2 separate regions of the Mus musculus genome follow, and region 1 is linked to region 2. The links are chromatin contacts, called in public promoter capture Hi-C maps. All regions are on one chromosome and are shown on one strand. Each heading gives the region's core, a stretch centred on a gene start, on an enhancer-like site or on the middle of the called end of the contact. The rest is flanking DNA. Distances are from core to core; before and after follow the strand shown. Region 1 overlaps Gm30472 (a long non-coding RNA gene). Region 2 overlaps Tor1aip2 (torsin A interacting protein 2).

The links. Capture Hi-C pulls out chosen DNA fragments and counts their contacts.
Region 1: a contact with region 2 is called in a promoter capture Hi-C map of adipose tissue. The contact joins two enhancer-like sites. A contact is called at or near these places in 4 of 484 Hi-C or Micro-C datasets (B cells, the P5424 cell line, embryonic stem cells and 1 more), 7 of 115 datasets of contacts at active chromatin or transcription factors (embryonic stem cells, extraembryonic endoderm stem cells, fetal liver and 2 more) and 2 of 9 other capture datasets (adipose tissue and liver).

The regions. Positions count from the first base shown.
Region 1 is chr1:156,221,410-156,225,052 of GRCm38.p6, forward strand. Gm30472 (a long non-coding RNA gene) reads left to right here. Exons shown (of 3, transcript XR_865656.1): 2 at 1,876-2,156; 3 at 2,502-2,538. Among named protein-coding and RNA genes, the nearest start is that of Gm30472, 10 kb to the left of the region's middle. Within about 2 kb of position 1,467, at least 66 of the 459 cell types and tissues checked have an H3K27ac peak or open chromatin away from gene starts, as enhancers often do. A contact at or near this core is called in adipose tissue and pancreatic cancer cells, where this site is marked.
Region 2 is chr1:156,064,399-156,068,515 of GRCm38.p6, forward strand. It overlaps Tor1aip2 (torsin A interacting protein 2), which reads left to right. Exons shown (of 7, transcript NM_172843.4): 7 at 303-4,117. The coding sequence ends at 1,060. Among named protein-coding and RNA genes, the nearest start is that of Tor1aip1, 30 kb to the left of the region's middle. Within about 2 kb of position 1,978, at least 65 of the 459 cell types and tissues checked have an H3K27ac peak or open chromatin away from gene starts, as enhancers often do. A contact at or near this core is called in adipose tissue and pancreatic cancer cells, where this site is marked.

The sequences.
Region 1 (3,643 bases), core at 217-2,716, 160 kb after region 2:
CCTTCTGAGAAACTTATTGCCAGTCCTGAGGCAAGAGTCAAAGTGTTACTTCTGACTCAGCAAAGCTACCTAGGGGACTAGACAAGAAGCCAAGTCAGCAGGGACAGCTGCCACCTTTGACCTTTGTGCCCGAGCTGATGTCTTCACTTACGTTAGGTGGGGGCTTGTTTCTACCAGCACCATTCCATGCTCTCAGGAGAGGAAACCCATTGCTTAGCCCTGGTGTGCTGCTGCTGTGGCTGACTGCACATGGCATCCTGACAGCTTCCACCAGAGGCTGTCACCACCCTGGGAGGACAGAGGGTCTCCTGTGGCATGTGAGGGGACCAGCCCAGAGAGGTACTGAGTTACAGTCCTGCTCTTTGGAACCCACGGCCCGTCATTTTTTATACCAATCTCAAGCACTGCCCTTATTTCAGCCAGGGCTGATGGAAGGCCAGGCCCCAAAGGTAGGAGGCTGATGCTCAGACCTCCTAATGGAGCTTGACAGCAGCAAGATTAAAAAGCAGGAGCGCAGCACCCCGAAGCAGTGCGGGGAAGCACCCACTCGCCGCCTCTCCCTCTATCAGCACTTTGGTTCAGAGAGCTGAACCATAAAGATTAATCTTTTCATAGAAACAGAGGTTGGAAGAAAAAAAAAAGAGGAAAGAATGGGAATGGGGCTGAAAGCACTCTGAGAACAGGAAAGGAGGACAGAGGTGAACTTTGCTGGGCACTTCCAGGAGCTGCGAGCTCAGCTGTCTCCACAGCAAACCCCTGTTGGAGGCGGAGATGGGAGATCTCCGTATGCAAGGAGTGACAGGGGCAGTGGTGTTACAATGCCAGTCCTACCCATCTGTAAAACCAGGCCAGCTCAGGAAGAAGCCACTGTGGCTCCACAGCAAGAGACAAATGTTAAAGGCACGGGAGACTCCTTCTCAGACCTGCCCAGCCTGGTGACTCTCTCTCCATCATGTCCTCAGCCCAATGCCCCCCACCTCCCCGTGCCCACTGCTTGCACCGCCCTGGATTGTGACTACTTTGTCTTTGTACTGAATGGACTTTCACCTGGCTGGCTCTTGTGATCCATGCAGCAATGGATTAAAATGAAACTGGAATGTCTACATCCCATACTCATCCGAAGGGAATTCAGAGAAGCTGGAGGGTGGAGATCTGAATACAGTTGACTGAATAAGCCACAACCATTTGAAACAAGTGAGTTTCAACGCAAAGCAGTAACCGATGGGAATGTGTACTGAACACATGCACTAGTGCACACAGACACACACCGTAGAGCATTCCATTAGCAGAGATCATCGGAGGGATTTGAGGAACAAATATATTTCAAGGAAGAGAAACCACGGGATCTCAGGATGCTGGCAGGAAGAGAAACAGACACCCCTCCCCCCATCCCAGCCCTGGTGCCCTGGAGATGAGAAAGGAATGCCTTCCTGGAACTACAGCTGGCCAACTGCGCACAAACTGATAAGCGTGTGAGAGGACTTGCTAGTGTGCTCTGTTCGGCCTTGTGTTTTGAGATGGGGCCTAACTCTGGGTCCCAGACTGCCTGAGAACTTGTTCTAATCGTCCAGCCTCATTCATCTCTCACCAGTACTGGGATTATGGAAATAAGCTGGCATGCCTGACATGCTAATCCAATTCTCCAACAGGTCTTCCATACTACACAAAAGTCCAGGTCTTGAAACAATAGTGGCTTAAGGACAAAAGCCATTTAACTCTCCCCTCTACTAGAGCAGCTGACCTCTTTGACTGCTTTGTCATTCTATCCTTGTGGCAAAGTCTTGGCCACCTGTGTGCTCTAGGTAGTGGCATCTCACAGACAAACCCACAAAAAGCAAACAGTCACATAAGTATGTCTTTCTAAAATTGTCACAGGATGGATGGAAATGCAAGAAAACCTCCCTGGAGACCAGAAGTTGCCTGAGTACTCTCACGTGGGTCCTGTGATAGGCCTGAAGATGGGCCAGAAGCAGCAGAGAGAAGGAGAGAGGCTGGATGCTGCTGGAAGCCTGGTCCATGACAGCATCCTCCAAAGCACTCTTCAGGCTAAAATGAGCTTCATCCAGCCTCATCTTGCCAGTAACAAATACATCCGACAGCCAGTTGACTGTTGTAATTCCTGGAAGAGGAACTTTGGTGGTCTGTCTTGGCCAAAGGTACCACGGGAAGTGTGAATATGTCTGTGCACTTGTGGCAGAGTGAGGCAGGCCCGGGGCTCAGGAGTTCTCTGTGCCATTTTGGCCGACCTGCACAGCAACACTCCAGTACCTGTCCCGCTGCCCTACCTACCCCTAGGAAAAGCTGTAGAGTCAGTTGCCTAACACCATCCCATTTCCAATCCCTTCTTCAACCTTCTTCCTCAAGTTCCTATCTCTACCGTCCATCCCAGGTCCCCAGTATTTTTCTTGCAGGGGTCACATGCCACATTGCTGTGTATCATTTAGTCTGCACTTCACATTTTGTCAAGCATTTGATAAAGTTGATTGTGGTCTCTGTTCTAGATGGCTGTACTGGCTGGTTTTGTGTGTCAACATGACACAGGCTGGAGTTATCACAGAGAAAGGAGCTACATTTGGGGAAGTGCCTCCATGAGATCCAACTGTGGGGCATTTTCTCAGTTGGTGACCAAGGGGGGCAGGCCCATTGTGGGTAGTACCATCTCTGGCCTGATAGTTTTGGGTTCTATAAGAGAGCAAGCTGAGCAATCCAGAGGAAGCAAGCCAGTGAGTAATATCGCTCCATGGCCTCTGCATCAGCTCCTGCTTCCTGACCTGCTTGAGTTCCAGTCCTGACTTCCTTTGGTGATGAACAGCAATGTGGAAGTGTAAGCTGAATAAACCCTTTCCTCCCCAATTTGATTCTTGGTCATGATGTTCGTGCAGGAATAGAAACCCCGACTAAGAGAAGAATCTTCTAAGTTGAGGCTCTCTCTTCCCAAATGGCTCTAAGTTGTGTCAAGCGACACAATTTCACAACTGTTTTATTAGAAATTGCCATTCATGAATCTGAAAATGTTTCTCTTGCAAAACCTGACACTTCCCAACAATCCTATAGTCTTGGAGAAATCCAGATTTTAGTACACCTAGCTCTAGTTCCTGGCCACAGATGCAAACCTATTTTCTACAATTAGGCAGATGAAACTTTGCAGGGAAGAAAGGTGATTTGTGAGCCCTTTGTGCTGCATGAGCCCAAGACAGACTCTGGAAGGTAATTTGCCCACGCCTCTGCTGAGGTGCCTTGTGAGCCTGGACTGAATGGTGGGAGCCATTACAGAGGAGATGAGACCATAAATCACGGGAGCAAATTGAGGTTCTCCTCGGAGTTCCCGTCACTTAGTCATCATTCGGTTTCTGGGACCCACTGTTCTTGGGCCAGCCCTGGAGATTCGTGTTCTAGTTCTTGCTGAGACTTATGCCATGCTGTAAGCATCAGACTTACATAATGCTTTGTGGTGGGGGAGAGTTCTAGGGTTCACTGGGATTCATGGTCATTTATAGATGAACAGTATTAGTCCTTTCCTCTCCAGTGCATGTATTTCAAGTCAGAGAAAGCGATTCATCCTTGGCGGTTAGGGGGCTCAGGCATAATTGATATCGTAAAGGGAAACGGAACAACATTTACGAATCAGCCCTGTGTGCCTGAC
Region 2 (4,117 bases), core at 728-3,227:
ATGACAAAGTATATAAATAACTTTGACACAGATATTATATCTCCAGATAGCTTTAAGAGATTAAAGAAGGTATTTCTGTTAGACTTTTTGTTTTATTTCTTGCTGTATAGACCAGACTGACCTCAAATTTATGACAATCTTCCTGCCTCAGCTTCTATTAGAGGTGTGAAAATATAGAAGAGTCAGACAAAGGAACTGGGCATTGCCAGTAACACTGGATAGGAAACTGCTTCATTTCCACTTTCCACAAGCATTGTTTCTGACTCATGCTCCTCATTTTCTGTTATTTTCTCATCTGACAGGTTCCGTGTTTCTCGGCTGCCTGATCGTGGCTGTTGTGCTAAGCTCCGTCAACAGCTACTATTCTTCCCCAGCCCAGCAGGTGCCCCAGAACCCGGCTTTGGAGGCCTTCCTGGCTCAGTTTGGCCAACTGAAGGAGAAATTTCCAGGTCAGAGTTCCTTCCTGTGGCAGCGAGGACGTAAGTTTCTCCAGAAGCACCTCAATGCCTCGAACCCCAGTGAGCCGGCCACCATCATCTTCACAGCTGCTCGAGAGGGCAAGGAGACCCTCAAGTGCCTGAGCTACCATGTTGCCAACGCCTACACCTCTTCCCAGAAGGTGACTGCCGTCTCCATAGACGGAGCCGAAAGGGCCCTGCAGGACAGTGACACAGTCAAGCTGCTGGTTGACTTGGAGCTTAGCGATGGGTTTGAGAATGGCCACAAGGCTGCTGTGGTCCACCACTTCGAATCCCTTCCTGCCGGCTCCACCCTGATCTTCTACAAGTACTGTGACCATGAGAACGCCGCCTTTAAAGATGTGGCACTTGTCCTGACAGTCCTGCTGGAGGAGGAAACGTTAGAAGCAAGTGTAAGCCCCAGGGAAATAGAAGAAAAGGTGAGGGATTTACTCTGGGCTAAGTTCACCAACTCTGAGAGCCCCACCTCCTACAGCCACATGGACTCAGACAAACTGAGTGGGCTCTGGAGCCGCATCTCCCACCTGGTGCTGCCCGTCCAGCCCGTCAGGAACATAGAAGAGCGAGGCTGCCTTTTGTGAAGCCAGTCACAGAGGTGACATGGAAGGGCCATGTCTCAGGGCTCTGTCCCGCTAGGAGGTGACTGGCATGTGAGAGGAAACAGCTGGGAGGCCGTCACTGTGTTAGAAAAGAAGCTTTTTTTCTTTGACTTTTAAAAAATCTTTCTAGTCTGAACTTTGATAAAACTAACAATTGGCCTGATGTTTTTCTTTGTTTTTTAAAGCCAATCAGGGTTAAAATACAACATGATGTATTGTTTAAGTGTCCAGCACATCAGTAGAATAGAATTGTTTTGCACAGGAAGATCTGATTCTCCGGGGAACTGCAGCCCCACTGCTGCCTGCAAGGACTCTCACCAGCCTCTAGGGCAGTGCTTGGACCTGGACGAGGTGTCATGTAAATGATTTTAGAGAACTCTTCTACTACATATTAAGTGCTTTTTAATATTCACTTTTTTTTGTTGTTTTTTTCTGAGGCAGGGTTTCTCTGTGTAGCTCTGGCTGTCCTGGAACTCACTTTGTAGACCAGGCTGGCCTCGAACTCAGAAATCTGCCTGCCTCTGCCTCCTAAGTGCTGGGGTTAAAGGCGTGCAGCATCACTGCCTGGCCTTAATACTCACTTTAATAATACACTTGTGGGTTGATTGTGTCTTACACAGATTTGCACTTTGAGTAGGTGAAAACAGAAAACTAGAATTCAACCCTCCAAACCTACCTAAGAGCCTGGTGTGTGTGTGCTTCTGTTCCGTTAGTGAGCTGAGGCCAGAACAGCTGTGCTCAAAAAAGAACCTTCCCAAGCATTGGACTCAATGACGAAATTGTTAGTAATCACCAGAAATGAAAAAATCCCCCTTGGCCATGTCACTTGTCTTTGCCTACCCAGCAGCCCCTCCTTCCTGTGAATCATGCCTGCTCTTGGCTGCTGGGTTTGGGGTTCTCTGTTAGGATTTCAGTGGAGCTGAGTTTCACAGAGAAGTTTGAAAGCCATTGATGAAGTGAAAGTGCATTCTAGAGTAGGAAGGATAGGAAGACATGAAAGGGTTAAAGCTGAGGAGTAACAGGAAGTTCTGTTGTTCAGGGCGACAGAGACCTGCAGATGAGCTGCTACTGGAGGGTGTAGGGCAGGGCCGTGAGCTTTTGTCCCTTTCTGTGGATCTTTCCTGTCCTCCCCTGCTGGAATCTCACTGTTGTCTGTGTTCTTTCAGAAAAGACTTGAGGTCCTCAGCTAGTTAGAAATGCCGTCAGGAAAGGAACTTGATAAACACAAGGGGAAGGTCTCCTGTAGGGAACAGAAAGAGGAATCATGGCCAATATCCGTTGTTAAGCTACATCCCATGATTTCAGACTGGGGCCAATAAGCTGTTAATCAGTACGTGAACTCTGAAAGTAAAACTCTAGTAAAATGATCTTGACCCACAAAAGGTCTGTTCCTTTACATGGATGGGAAAAGCCCTTGGAATCTTGCACTCAGTTTTGGGTCATCTGCTGCTAAGAGATCATGTATACACTTAAGACATTAAGCAACCTGAGTCTAAAGGGATTTTAGGAAACACTAAGAAGATGTCTATTGGTAGTTAAATGGATCACAGAGACACGGGTGAGAGGTGATCTGAAAATATTTCCCACAAGATGGCTTTGGCCACAACCTTTGGTGTTAAGTAAGTTAAGTATGGGGGCACACATGAAACAGTATGTATTTGGGATTTTGAAGGAATCCTGATATAGATTTCAGAAAAGACCCTACACAAAGTTTAAGCATAGTGAATGGAATTTTTCTGTCAACTCATTGTAAAACACAGGGATTGAAGAAAAATCCATTTGCCATTTTTGAATTTTTTTTCTTCTGTATTTCTAGACTTATTTGTTTTGAATGCTAGTGGCTTGTCACATAGCCATGTCTGGCCTGGTGTTTACTCTGTAGCATAGGCTGACTTTGAACTTAGAGTAATTTCTCCTACCTCCGTGTGCTGAGTGCCGAGGCTACAGGTGTGTGCCATCATATCCAACTTTCATGTAAGCTCTTAGCCACTAGCATTACATCGCGTAAAACCACATCAAATCGCGTCAAAAGGTGCCTTGCAGACTGTCATGTTGGCCTTTGACCCATGCTACCTCAGACTCTAGAGGAATGTCTACAGTATTTGTGCACAGTCTATGTCAGTGGCTCAGATCACAAGTGGAAAGCAATCGTTTCCTCATTAAAACTATGTAAAACGACAGCCTTACATAGTTTCCTGTCAACACAAATTTAGGATATAATACATTTTAGAAATTTATTATTTTTCAATTATTTTTGGTTTTTTTACTACTTACCTTGTAAAAATACACTTTTCCTTTTGTCATAAGTGCAATCAGCTGAGTGAGACTTGTCAGTTGTTGTTGCTTTTTTTTTTTCTATCCTCTGTTTCAAAACTCAGGGCCTTAACATTCAAGGAAAGTGCCCTACCACTAACCTATATCCCAGACCTCTTAAAAGTCATTTTGAAAAGAAGCAGTATGTTAGTTTGGGGTCAGAACAAGTAATTTTCTGGTTTTGATACCGAGTCTCTACACAGTCCAAAGTAATGATTCTCAAGCCTCGGGCTCTTACAGGATGGGATTACGGTAGTGTGCCGCCACACCAGCCTATTATCCCGTGTACTGTCTTCTAGACCATTGCTTTTCATATTCAGTTTTCCAGCCTTTTATGTGTGTTGTAATTCTTTGTGATAATTTGCCTGTGTGTGTATGTTTTTTATTGGTGGTGGGGTTTTTTTTGTTTGTTTTTAACTAGGAATCCCTTCTTGAGTAATACCAAGTCTTAGAAGCAAGCAGGGGAAATAGAAACTGTCTTTAGACTTGGGTCTTTCTTTCCCTTTCAGGTAAAATTTAGGGTTCTTCTGGGCACCACTCAGAGATTGTCAGAAAAGCTCTAGAGAGTTCTTAACACTGAACTAATTTTAGTAACTTTTACCTGGAAGTCCGCAGGCTTAGGGGGAGTAGTGAGGCTCAGTACCCTTCCCATTGGCTTATGTGCCCCACCCCCACCCCCAATCACTGTGGCTGATGGTACAGCTTTGTCTCACAGCCTTTGGTCCA